Regions from separate parts of the Mus musculus genome. Here region 2 is linked to region 1. Evidence: chromatin contacts called from public HiChIP or PLAC-seq data. All regions are on one chromosome and are shown on one strand. Each heading gives the region's core, a stretch centred on a gene start, on an enhancer-like site or on the middle of the called end of the contact. The rest is flanking DNA. Distances are from core to core; before and after follow the strand shown. Region 1 has its middle 51 kb from the start of Il1r2. Region 2 holds the start of Il1r2 (interleukin 1 receptor, type II).

Region 1 (5,852 bases), core at 1,836-4,335:
TTGGCAGGCCAGCCAGCAAGCTTCAGGACCCCTATCTCCATGTCTCTAGAGCTGCGGTTTGGGGTGTATTCCCCTGTGCTTGGCTTTTTACACATGTGCTAGGATCCATGCTTCCTTGCAAGAAGCGTACACACTGAGTGAGCTCTCCAGCCCCAAAGACTTGTAACTTACTAAACTACAGTAGCATGTGGCTGCCGTAATGAAACGAGTGAGAGACGCTCTGAGGGTGCACGTTGAAGTCCCCTGCTAGGATCTAGATTCATGTCTCGCATGTGGCTGCCTGAATGAAACAGAGGGAGAGACACTCTCAGGCTGCACATTGAAGTCCTCCTGCTAGGATCTAGACTCACATCTCGCTCGGGTCAGCCTTGTCACAGGAGTGCAGGCCAGCTGCAAGGGCCCCGATGCTAGTGCCAGCCATATTGGATTTAACAAAAGATAAGGGACAAATGAGAATTATGTAAGATAGGGATGCTCTGCTGATGGGCACCTCATCCTAGCCTGCCTCTTGGGTAGCAACAGTGACAGCAAGAGGATTGTTTCACTGTGTGCTTGGTCCTGAGTGAAGGCTCTTAATGTACCTTCTTGGCCTGGGCAACAGAAGACTCCCTGTTGACTCTTTGAAGAGATACCAGTGCAGGAGCTGAGTGGAGCATTAGAAATGAGTACAGGACAGAGTCAACCTCAGTTTGAAGAGGACAATTAGAAGTTGAGAGGATAAAGAGGAAACTGAATACTGATGTGCCTGTGCCACTTGAGAATAGGGCATTGAGACAGAGAACCTGAGGTCCCGTTGGTGACCAGCTGCCTGCCTGGAGAAGTTAGTGCTTGGTATGTACTCAGGAGGCAAGCAGTTCATAACTGATTTGAGAACGCGTCAGACCCACTTGGAAAATGTCTACAGTGTTTGAATGGCCTCACAAATGGATAAGGCTGCAGCCTGGAGTCTTGTCCTGAGTACACAAAAATGGGGTCAGCAACAGCACAGTTGGTGGCTTCCTCCTGCTCCCTCATGAGTAAGGGCTCATGGAGGGCTTACTCTGCTTGATTTCAGTAATGTGGCCTCCTCTTCCCCCACTGACCTGCCAGCATCCAGGTTGGGGATTCAGGAGAAGAAACTGGTGACTCCTGCCTGGCCTGTAGCCAGCTGGTCATTGGTGCAGTATCAGAGCTTTCCTATTCAGCCACACCTCTGATGCAAAAGGAATGTCTGTGTTCTAAACCAGTTCCTTCAGGTTTCCAGATTTATTTATGCCAATATATAAAGCATGCTTTGAAAAGCACCGGTGAGGATTTCAAGTGCAGATATGTGCGCCTTCGAGGCCAAGCAATGAGAGAAAACGTTCTGTTGGCAGAGTCCACGGGTGCCTGTCAGTGTCCACAACAAGCTTGCGTTTCTGTGTTTTCTAATACAGAGAAAAGTCACAATGGGATATGGACACACCTAGCTTTGCAAGATAACTTGAAAGGCCATGAAGTCAATAATATTGGGTTACTTTCTAACAACTTGAGGCTAGCCAGAGAAATGTAAAGATGAGCACACAGCAAGTCACTGTGGTAATGCAAGCTATTGGAGCACACATTTAATCAAACACATACAAAGCTTGCTAATGCACTTGAATAAGTGTATTCCAGAATGCAATCTCAACACATAATTTATAAAACACCCTTCACACTATTTTCCATACTAAGGCCTTTAACATGTCTAGAGGCTTTATAGACACTTCCAAGGTTTGTCCCCGACATTTGTCCACATCTTACTGCTTCTTAAATAGTCCCCCTAGAGATCATTCTGGAATGGGGGGCCTGAGTTGAGACATGGTCTTCTAATCTCCATGGGCTGGATTTTTCTACATCTCAGTGTATATTACTGTGTGTGGATGGATGGATGGATGGATGGATGGATGGATGGATAGATAGATAGATAGATAGATAGATAGATAGATAGATAGATAGATAGAACTAAAGTCATGTCAACAGGATAACCAAGACAAAAATCCCACTAGAACAGCAGTTCTCAACCTGTGTGGGTCTCAACCCCTTTGCAGGTTGAACAGCCTTTCATGGGGGGGTCACATATCAGATATCCTGTTTGTCAAAATTTTAACATTATGGTTCATAGCATTCAAAACTAAAGTAGCACTGGAATAACTTGATGGTTGGGGGATCACTGTATTAAAGGGTCACAGCGTTAGAACTGAATCTGAGAACCACTGCACTGTTACCTAGGCTGGGTTTTACACAATCACAGACAGACAGACAGACAGACAGACAGACACACACACACACACACACACACACACACACACACACACACACACACAGGAGTTTGCAAAGCTTTTGTTCTCTGGCTCTATTAAAATGGTTCTGTGAGAAAGCTAAAGGAGGAGGCCATAATTTGCAAACCTCAAGGCAGTGAGCTGGCTGTGGGTGAAAGCTAAGAAATCCTTCTTCTCACGGACAGCCCAGGACTCTCTGCTGTGGGGTCCAGGACTGTGCTGCAGGGGTTTCTTTTTCTAAAGGCTGCAAGGAAGGCACATGAAGTTGCAAGCCATACACACACACACACACACACACACACACATATATGCAGCCAGTGGCTGCTGCTGTTCCCCTACACAGGTGGGTTTCAGACAGAAAACTTTCATGTACAGCAGAGGTGTTTATCTGGGGCCTCTGACTCACTGGTGGCATCAACGAGGGGCCCGCCAAGCTGGAAAGTTCTCAGAGACTTATAGCTGTGGGAAAAACCCACTCCCCCATTGCATTCTGGTTTCTGCCGTTGTGTAATCTTAAAAGAATGGGGCAAAGACCTGTCATGGAAGGAACTGAGAAACTTAATGGTGGCTGTGTAATTTATTATCCTCAGCACAGTCGCATATGTCCCAGTCACTGGGTAACAGATTCCCAGGATCCTTCACAAGTAAGTCACTCTAGACTGTTGGAAAAGGTGTGGCTGTCACCTGAGTCTCCCTGGCTATTTTGAAGTGCAACCCTATTTTCAGCTCTTACTGGACCTCACTCAAGAGAGCTCACTGTGCATGCTGGAGAGATGGCCAGGAGCCATCACTGCCACGAATCGGTAGTAACACAAGAGCCTGGTCCTTCTGGAATCTGCTGAGTCATGGCTGCCCATTCTATAGAACTGACTCCTGGTCTTAGATGACATTTGCCCAGCTCCACTTAAGGGCAGCTGCTATCATAGTCGTGTGTAACTGACACAGAGCAGCATGAAGTCTCATCATTGCAGTAGAAACAAAGGGAGTTTTGTCCGTTCAGGGAAGATTTGTGAATTGCTGCACTTTGTACAAGCCACCATAATTACAAGCTATAATTGGATCACTCTGTAATGCTCAGATCTTCCAAGTTACCATGGACGGGGATCTGATCTCCGATTCCAAAAGGCAGCTGATGTGTATATGGAATTAAAAGGACAGTATGTCCAGACCGCAAGGAAGCATACGAGAGCTTAGCGTGGAGATCAGGGAGAAGCCAGCTAAGTGACGCTTAGAGTCACGCCTAGTTAAAAACACTAGGATTTCCAACCTGGGACACGGATCACATTCCCAAGAAGGGAATAATCTTTTATTCTTTTTATTTTTATTCTTTTTACTTGTTTCATTTTTTTTCTTTTTCTTTTCTTTTTTTTTTTGGATATGCCTTTTTGACTGAGAATTTTGTATATGAATATATACTACATTTTAATGAAACATATCCCCTATTTCCTTACTTCTAATTCCTCTTGTATCGCCTGCCTCAACTCCCATCTTCTACTTGTTTTAAAAGCAGTACGTCCACTTGGTGCTACCTGTGGGCGCATGAGTGTAGTTCAGTCTGTTGGAGTTTGAGTGGTCTTTCGAGGGCTACATTCCTGAGGAAAATGGATTTCCTTTCCCAGTAGCTATCAATTGCGAATAGCCCCTCAGTGAGTGGTAGGATTCGTGCAGCCCTAATCCACCCATGCTGGTATTTTGCCTTGCTTGGTTTGGTGGATGTACCATTGGGTTCATGGGCGCAATGGCCCGGACAGGTCCAACAAACACTCTTTACAGAATTTCATTGTCTCTAGTTTTCATGATCTTTCCAGCCCTGCTTCTGCAGTAGTCTCTGAGCTTGGATGAGAGAATTTGTTGAAAATGGCTGGCAGGGTCTCACCCACCAGAGTGTCTGATTATCCAGGTCAAGTGTCCTGGGCAAGCCCCTGTGACAGAAACTGCTGGAGGACACAAGAAGAAATCTCTCGCCGGAAGGTTCTACACCTTCCTCCTAATTTCCACATTGCTCATGATCCCAGTGGTTGTGGTACAATCTTAAGAAGCCAGACACCCCAGTTCTGTGTAGATTGAGTGTCATTTCAATCAAAAGAGGCTGTTTTAGATGCAACTCTGAGGATAATGTGAATGTCTTCACCCACCATTATGGAGAAAGTTTACACTTATTACATGATATGGAAATAGGCTAATTTTTTATTATTATTTTAGTTGTGGAAAAACTTAAGTGTTCACAAAAATAGTAGGTGTCTAGAGAGATAGCTTAGCAGTCTAAAGGTACTTCCTGCTCTTTCAGTGGACCTGAGTTCAGTTTCTACCCAATTCAGATGATTGACAACTGCCTGTAAGTCCAGTTCCAGGGACCTCCATTGCCTTGCCTCTAGTGTTCATGTGAACAGACCTACACCCCTACCCCCGCAATTAAAAATAATGAAAGATCTCAAAAACATGTCTATCTGGATGCTTCAATTACCTTCTAACATATGGTTATATGCATGCATATTTGCATGTATGTCTGTGCACCGTTGAGACGAGAAGAGGGTGTCAAACTGGAGTTGCTGAATGGTTGTAAGCTACCAGGTCAGTGCTGGAAATTGAACTGGGGTCCTCTCATCAGGCCCCCAGGAACAAGCTTACAAATGGTTGTAAGCTGCACGTGAATTTGTGTCCTGGTTCTTTGGATGAGCAACTTCTATCCACTGAACCATTTTACCCTCAACAACCACCCCCCCCCCCTGCTTCAAGTATTATGTATCAACTTAGAGATGTCTGACCTCATCCCCATGGGTCATTTCAAAGCAACCCCTAGACAATCCTAATCATAAATAAATACACCAAATAACTGCACCCATACCTAACAAAAGTAAAGATTTCATCAAGCGATGTGTTCTTAGGAGTGTTTGTGTGTGTTTCGTTTTCGATGTATGTGAATCACGATCTAGGTGAGTACAGCATCTTGTATGTGGCTGATAAATCCCTTTGTTGACGATAAGCATGATTCGTGCACATATATTTTAAGTGTTGGTCCATAGAATCTTGTTTTTGGTAGCTGTTGGTATATGAGACAGTCAGTCTCTGATACATTTCCTGCACTTATTGAATTCATCCATTTCTCTAAGATGGCACTGTCTTCATAAGAAATACCATTTTGTGATTTTTTTGTGATCAGTCTGGTATTTGTATTACTAGTAGTATACAGTTAGTAGTTTTTCTAGTTCCTTTCAATGTAAAGGGTTTTTTTTATTTGTTTGTTTGTTTGGATGGCTTTGTACTCACTTCAACAGCACATATACTAACATTTGGATAATACAGGATAGACTGTCATGGTCCCTGCATAATAACATGCAGATTTGTGAATTCTTTCTTACTGTATAGCCCAGGGTAGTCTCAAATTCTCCATCCTCTTGCCTGAGCCTCAGAAGTGTAGTTACATGTGTGCACTATCCACCCTGGCTGAGATTTTATTAATATTTCTATTTATTCCTTGATATGTTAATGCATTTATTTGGTGTATTTTGAGCAGAGCCATCTACACATCCCTTTTCTGATCTTATTTTAATGGCAAATACGTTGTAGACTTGC
Region 2 (5,852 bases), core at 1,312-3,811, 51 kb after region 1:
AACTCATGGCAGGAGGAAGCTATACATTTCAAGTCAAATACATATCCAAGGCCGAGATCCATTCCAACAGGAAGGTCTCCCAGGTGCCACCACCATCCCAGCATAAGGGTCATGCAAACAGTTAACTCCTGCACACCATCACTCCATGGATCTGCCTAACTTAGGATCCCATTCACTCAATAACAAAGGTGGCACATGGCTTAAGAAAGCCTCAGAGGAGAAGGAAGATCATGCCAGATGCCTTTGTCTACACTCAAGAGGAACTGTGGACCAAAGAGTAATTTGTTCCATCTTATTTTCTGTCTTTGGAAGAACTCGATCATTGTGCTGGTTGGTTTTGTTGACTTAATACAAACCTAGGTATATCAGAAAAGAGGAGTATTTATTTAATTGAGGGAATGTTTCCACCAAACCAGCCTATAGGCAAGTCTGTGTGGGAATTTGATTATTGATTGCTTTGGGAGGGTCCATCTCACTAGGCAGCAGGGGACAGGCTGTCAACCCTGAAGGGCAGTCCTGGATACTATAAGTATGCAGTCAGAACAATCCAAGAACAAGCCAGTAAGCAGTACGTCTCCAGGTTCACGCTTCAGGTTCCCACCCTGAGTTTTCTTCATGAAGAACTGCAAACTGTAATCGGAAATAAGCTCTTTCCTCCTGAGCTGGCTGTGGTGGTGTTTATCATAGAATGAGAAACTTAACTAAGGCAATCATAGAGTCTAATGATCCTTTCAAGTCCTGATGCTCAAGGCCTGGTTTAGGAATGTCAGGAATCCCAGAAACTTGGGAGACAGAGGCAGGGAGCTCTCTGTGAGTTCAAGGCTAGCCTGGTCTACATAGAGAGTTCCAGTCTAGCTAGGGATAAACGTAAGGTCCTAACAAGAGGAAGAAGAAGGAAGAGGAGAAGGAGGAAGAAGAATAGGAGGAGAGAAGGAGGAGGAAGAGGAGAAGAGGAGAAGGAGGAAGAGGGAGAGGAGGAAGAGGAGAAGGAAGAAGAACAACAACTACTACTATTACTACCACTACTAAAGTTCAAACTTAGTAGTGACAGTAGCAAGCCTCAGCAGGACCCATGGAACAATGACTGCTTCTCCTGTATCCCTCCATCTCCATTCATGGGCCCAGCAGCAATAGAATGTTCAGTTCAACTTCCCCACCAGTGCATGGGAAATGACCAAGATCCTTTGAGGTTCAAGATGCCTGTTACCCAAGATGCTTGTTGCAAATGCTGAGGTAGAGACTCCTCCTCAATTAGACCCAATGTGGTTCTGGCTCAGAAACCAGAAGCCACCCATGGAAAACCTGTGGCAAGGTACTTTTAAGTGACATGCAGCCCAGAGAGTGGAGGAAGGTGACTGGAAGACAGTATGTGTGAGCCACCAACATCATGCATGCATGCCCAGTTTGAGGGGGTGGTCTGAACTCTGAATACTTTGACACATTGTCTTTACCATTCATTTGTCTTTAGCAGATACAAATTCTGCGATATTGATGGAAGAAAATATGGTCATCAAATACCTAGGATAAAATTCACAGTGAGACAATATGTGGTGGAGAATTCTAAGCCCTACTCTGGTCAGCTGGGCAACAGAAGGACTCTTTGTCATACAAACAATTCTTTCTCATAAGTACTTCACAAATTAAGGACAGGGAGAGAAAACATGGGCTTCAGACTCCTTTTGGGGAGGTAAGATGAAGGCGGGGGTGGGGGGCAGGGGATGAGATTTGCATTTGTTCTTATTCCTACATCATTCTGGAGGTCGGAGGTCTGCATGGGCCTCAGTGGGCTAGAATGAATTGTAGTCCATACAGGGTCCCTGGAGCCACAAGGGCAGCATCCATGTCTTGGGTTTTTGTCCAGCCTCTGGCTCTCTGGCTCATGGACTGCAGCACTACACACACCATCCTCTTCCTCCTTTGGCTGTCTTACCACTTTTTCCTGAAGCACCAAACCCGAGCCTGTCTCCGGACCTGGAAATCCTTAACTTACATTAGCAGTCACTTTCTCTACATTAAGCAGCATGTTCCCAGCTTCCAAAGACTCAGACAAAAAGTTAAAAACAAAACCAACCAAACAAACAAACAAACAAAAAGCCAAACAAAGGCCCCCCTAAAACAAGCCCATCCATTTAATCCTCCTCCTAGTCAAGAAGAGTTCCTTGGGGGTGGGAGTGGGGATCTTGTGTCCCACTCATTTAAAACCCTCCTTTTCTCTTTAATGGGACCATGGTTGGGTTTTAAGCAGCATCCAGCAGATGGGGTGAAATCTTGCCTGTGAAACTGTTTACAACTTCTTCATGTACAGCCAGCATCACTTTAAAATGTGTTCTTGGCTGGAAGCATGCCATTCTAGCGACACACACACACACACACACACACACACACACACACTCAAATAAGGAAACTCAGAGTTTCCTAGGCCACTTCCCCATATGGCAAGGATGTACGCACAAAGCACCATGAGCAGGGTGCTCCCCGTGAGCAGGGAAAAGGTGTGTCCACCACCACCCAATTAGAGTGAGTGACACAGGCCAGTTAGGAAACCACAAGCAGGAGCCTATAAATCCCTGAGGGGGCTGCTGGGACATCACAGAAGGTGAAAGTCTGGCCCAGCAGCCTTCCCCAGTCAGGCAAGAAGCAGCAAGGTACAAGAATACACAGCTCCAGGTAAGAAGGTGGGAAAGAGGCAGGGGGAGACACCAGGAAGCCAGTCACCAGTCAGACACCAGTCTGAACATCAGGTCTGCTTTTAGTGGGTCCTCAGGCAACCCTCTATGAGTCTCCTAGCTTCCTCTGGGTGAGCGGTCTCCTCACCTGTGTGGAGGTCACTTTATTCCTTGATTGTTTTCTACTTCGTTTTCTCTGTTAGAAAAAAAGGGAGGGGGGGGACTACATCAGAGAGCTGCTATTGAATGTCCACAGATCCAGGTAGCAGGGGACAGACAAGCATCTAGAATTCACCTGGAGGAAGGGAGTGGGCTGGGTTCTTACCTTGGGAGGCTGAGCATCTGGGACAGAGCGCAGAGCACGTTGAAAGGCTTTGGGGACTTTCCTAGGGTGATTTTTTTTTTTTAAATGTACCTGATGCCTCTCAGAAACCATAGCTTCCAGGCAGACTGGGCAGCACTCTAAGACCTGCCTGGCACACACAGTTATTAGATAAATGAATGTACTGGTTTTTTTCCCTCCTCTGCTTCTTAAAGTCTCTTCTCTTCAGTCCCCTACTCTATTTTGAAGCCCATTTTTTCCCTTCTGAGCCCTAGCTTATATGTCTCTGACCTCAGCCTCCTTACACAGGGTGATCTTGGCCAGAGCTTCTCTCTGGGTTTCCTACTGTGTAAATAGAGGCAAAAGACTGGCCTGTCCTTCCCAGTCCCTGCTTGCAGTGGGATGTTGCTGGCTTCCGTCCGTGTTCCATATCGGCTTCCATCAACCTCACCCTCCTCTAGCTCTGCCTTACCTGGAGGCTTGCTCTCCGGGATCAGCATCTTGTTCCTACAGGCATAAGTGCAGAAGAATGTCTTCCCCGAGGCCTCTCTGAGCCTCGCCTGCCTCAATGCATTCTTTTCCTTTTCTTAGCTGGTAGTGCTGCGGGGATGGACCCTCCCTCGTGTGCTGCAGGTTGTCCTGGGCTTCCCCAAGCCATTCTCATTCCCAGCTCACCCTCAAATCCTACTGTTTTGACAGCGAGAATGGAGCGATCACGTGACCACGTCCGACTTTTTGACAGTGAGACCGGGGAGATCACGTGATCACGTCCCTCCTCCCATACCCCAGGATAGCAGCGCCAGCCTCTAGGGACAGCAGAAGCGGCAGAAGCGGGTGCTTTTTCAAGGAACTTCCGACTACTCTGTTTATCAGGTCTTCCAACTTGGCCTTTACCATATCTGCCTACGACACGCATTGCTTGGCCCACGCAGATTTTTTTTTTTTTTTTTTCAGATTCAGTAGATGTGGGTGTGTGCCCAAGGACTCGATCACACGCTGGAACTGCTTGTATGGGAAGAGCCCTTTTGGAGGACTATTTTCTTAGGAGATTAGATGAGGCTCATGCTCATTAGAGAGCCCAGGACGGAGGGAGTTATCTGTGGACAAGGAACTTGTGAGATCATTGCTTCTTGCATCTCCCGGGAGTCTTGTAAACACGCAGGTGACTTTTATTCCTGAGAGTTGATGTCTGGGCATCTGCTTTCTTCTCACGTGTTGATCATGTTGTGAGCAACCAAGCTTTCAAGAGTCAGGAAAGAGACCTTCCTTGGGAGTGAGGAATGAGTAAATGTATAGCATTGGGTGAGTGTTGAATGTTCGAGAGGTCGTAGTCATCAGATGTTTTACATGTGTGCAACAGGCGGGACTGTAGAATGAGACCCACTGATTCATGCCCTGTAGAATCCCCTCTCATTGAGTAAGGCTGGGGTGGATAAACAGAAGAATACTTACAGACATGCTACCTTATATAGTACTACTAGTACTATATAGTATTATATAGTACTCTTAGTGTACTACCTTAAGTAGTAAGGATGAAGGATTTTTGTGGGTCACTTCAGGCTCGGTTAGTTAAGCTAAAGGAAGAACAGGTTGGTGGATCCCATGTAAGAGCCTTACTCTTTGTGAGCTGGTCTGAAGGTCAGAGTCAAGAGATTTGAAGCAGTGTCACATAGGCTGTTGGCCTTAGAGAGAGGCTTCAGGCTTGAGACTCAGCAGTCTTTGACATCTGGCCTTCAGCTGATAAAATAGCAGGGAGTTCAGTACTGCAATCATAACCATCATGTAAACTTGGGAAAGAATCAGAGGCTCAAAAGGGAACATAGCCAGGTTGAGCCTTGGCTATAGCCAGGAAGGACTCGGAGCAGAGAGACCCTCTAAGATGAGCCTAGACATTGGACCACAGCAGGCGAGGCTAAACTGCTGAGTATGTGGTATTGCTTTCACTGCAATAGGAAACAAATCTTTCTCGTTGCTGTGTGCACTAACCCAAGAAATGATGTAGCCGTACCTACAACACCCTGAAGCTTAACACAGTATCTATCAGTCATTTCTTGCTCCTGCTAGCGTATGTTTGGTCAACTGTGCCAGATCTTGATGATTCCTCATAACTTCTGGCCTTCAAGGCCATTTTCAAAGCAGCATTTGCAGAGAACATCTGCTTGATTAATATCGTTTTGATGTTCTTTCTCTCTGTCCCTCCCTCTCCCTCTCTCTGTGTCTCTACATCTGTTTTTGTCTCTCTGCGTCTCTGTTTCTCTCTCTTCCTCTCTCTGTGTCTCTCCTTCTCTCCCTCTCTCTCCTTCCCCTCTCTCTGTGTCTGTCTCTCTCTCTCCCTCTCTGTGTGTCTCTGTCTTTCCCTCTCTCCCTCTCTCTCTGTGTCTCTGTCTTTCAGTGTGTGTGTGTGTGTGTTTGTGTGTGTGTGCTTGCGTGTACACAAGACTTGCTACAGGATATTCAGGACACGAAACTTCCTCTCTGTTCTAAGGAAGTGGTTTTCAAAGTGAACTCCCTGGACTCGTGGCTACAGCATCATTTGGGAACTTACTAGAAATGTAAGCACTTGTGTTTTCACTCATGTCCACTGAGATAGTCAAAGCAGGAAGAGATGCATGGACTGGCAGCTGGAGTTTAGACCTCACCTAAATGAACCTGGGTCTACTGTATCAACCATGTCCTGTTGCTCCGTTATGTTAGCTGGAGTGGCTGGGAGGGAAATCCTGGGCATAAGATTTCAGATTGCAAGCTTCCTAGAGATGTTCTCAGGAACACAATGGTGATTTTGTCTTACAGCTGAGAGAAGCTAGAGGGTTCAGCATGAGAAGGGAATGTAGCCTTTTGAGCAGAGCAAGGGTTTTAGAGCCCAT

What was found. HiChIP or PLAC-seq counts read pairs in DNA pulled down with a chosen protein or histone mark.
Region 2: a contact with region 1 is called in an H3K27ac HiChIP or PLAC-seq map of thymic regulatory T cells, with 2.1 times the contacts expected there. The contact joins the promoter of Il1r2 here to the enhancer-like site in region 1. A contact is called at or near these places in 7 of 39 promoter capture datasets (the 3T3-L1 cell line, 3T3-L1-derived adipocytes, the C10 cell line and 2 more), 2 of 15 datasets of contacts at CTCF or cohesin (the NIH/3T3 cell line and large pre-B cells), 22 of 484 Hi-C or Micro-C datasets (the 3T3-L1 cell line, the 63-12 cell line, B cells and 17 more), 9 of 115 datasets of contacts at active chromatin or transcription factors (the 230-238 cell line, CD8 T cells, the HPC-7 cell line and 5 more) and 4 of 9 other capture datasets (adipose tissue, embryonic stem cells, liver and 1 more).

Annotation. Positions count from the first base shown.
Region 1 is chr1:40,030,831-40,036,682 of GRCm38.p6, forward strand. No RefSeq gene overlaps it. Among named protein-coding and RNA genes, the nearest start is that of Il1r2, 51 kb to the right of the region's middle. Within about 2 kb of position 3,086, at least 29 of the 459 cell types and tissues checked have an H3K27ac peak or open chromatin away from gene starts, as enhancers often do. A contact at or near this core is called in the HPC-7 cell line, cortical glia, regulatory T cells and 1 more, where this site is marked.
Region 2 is chr1:40,082,153-40,088,004 of GRCm38.p6, forward strand. It overlaps Il1r2 (interleukin 1 receptor, type II), which reads left to right and starts at 2,562. Exons shown (of 9, transcript NM_010555.5): 1 at 2,562-2,667. It overlaps Gm16894 (predicted gene, 16894), which reads right to left and starts at 3,699. Exons shown (of 4, transcript NR_037980.1): 1 at 3,461-3,699; 2 at 2,992-3,135; 3 at 2,815-2,862.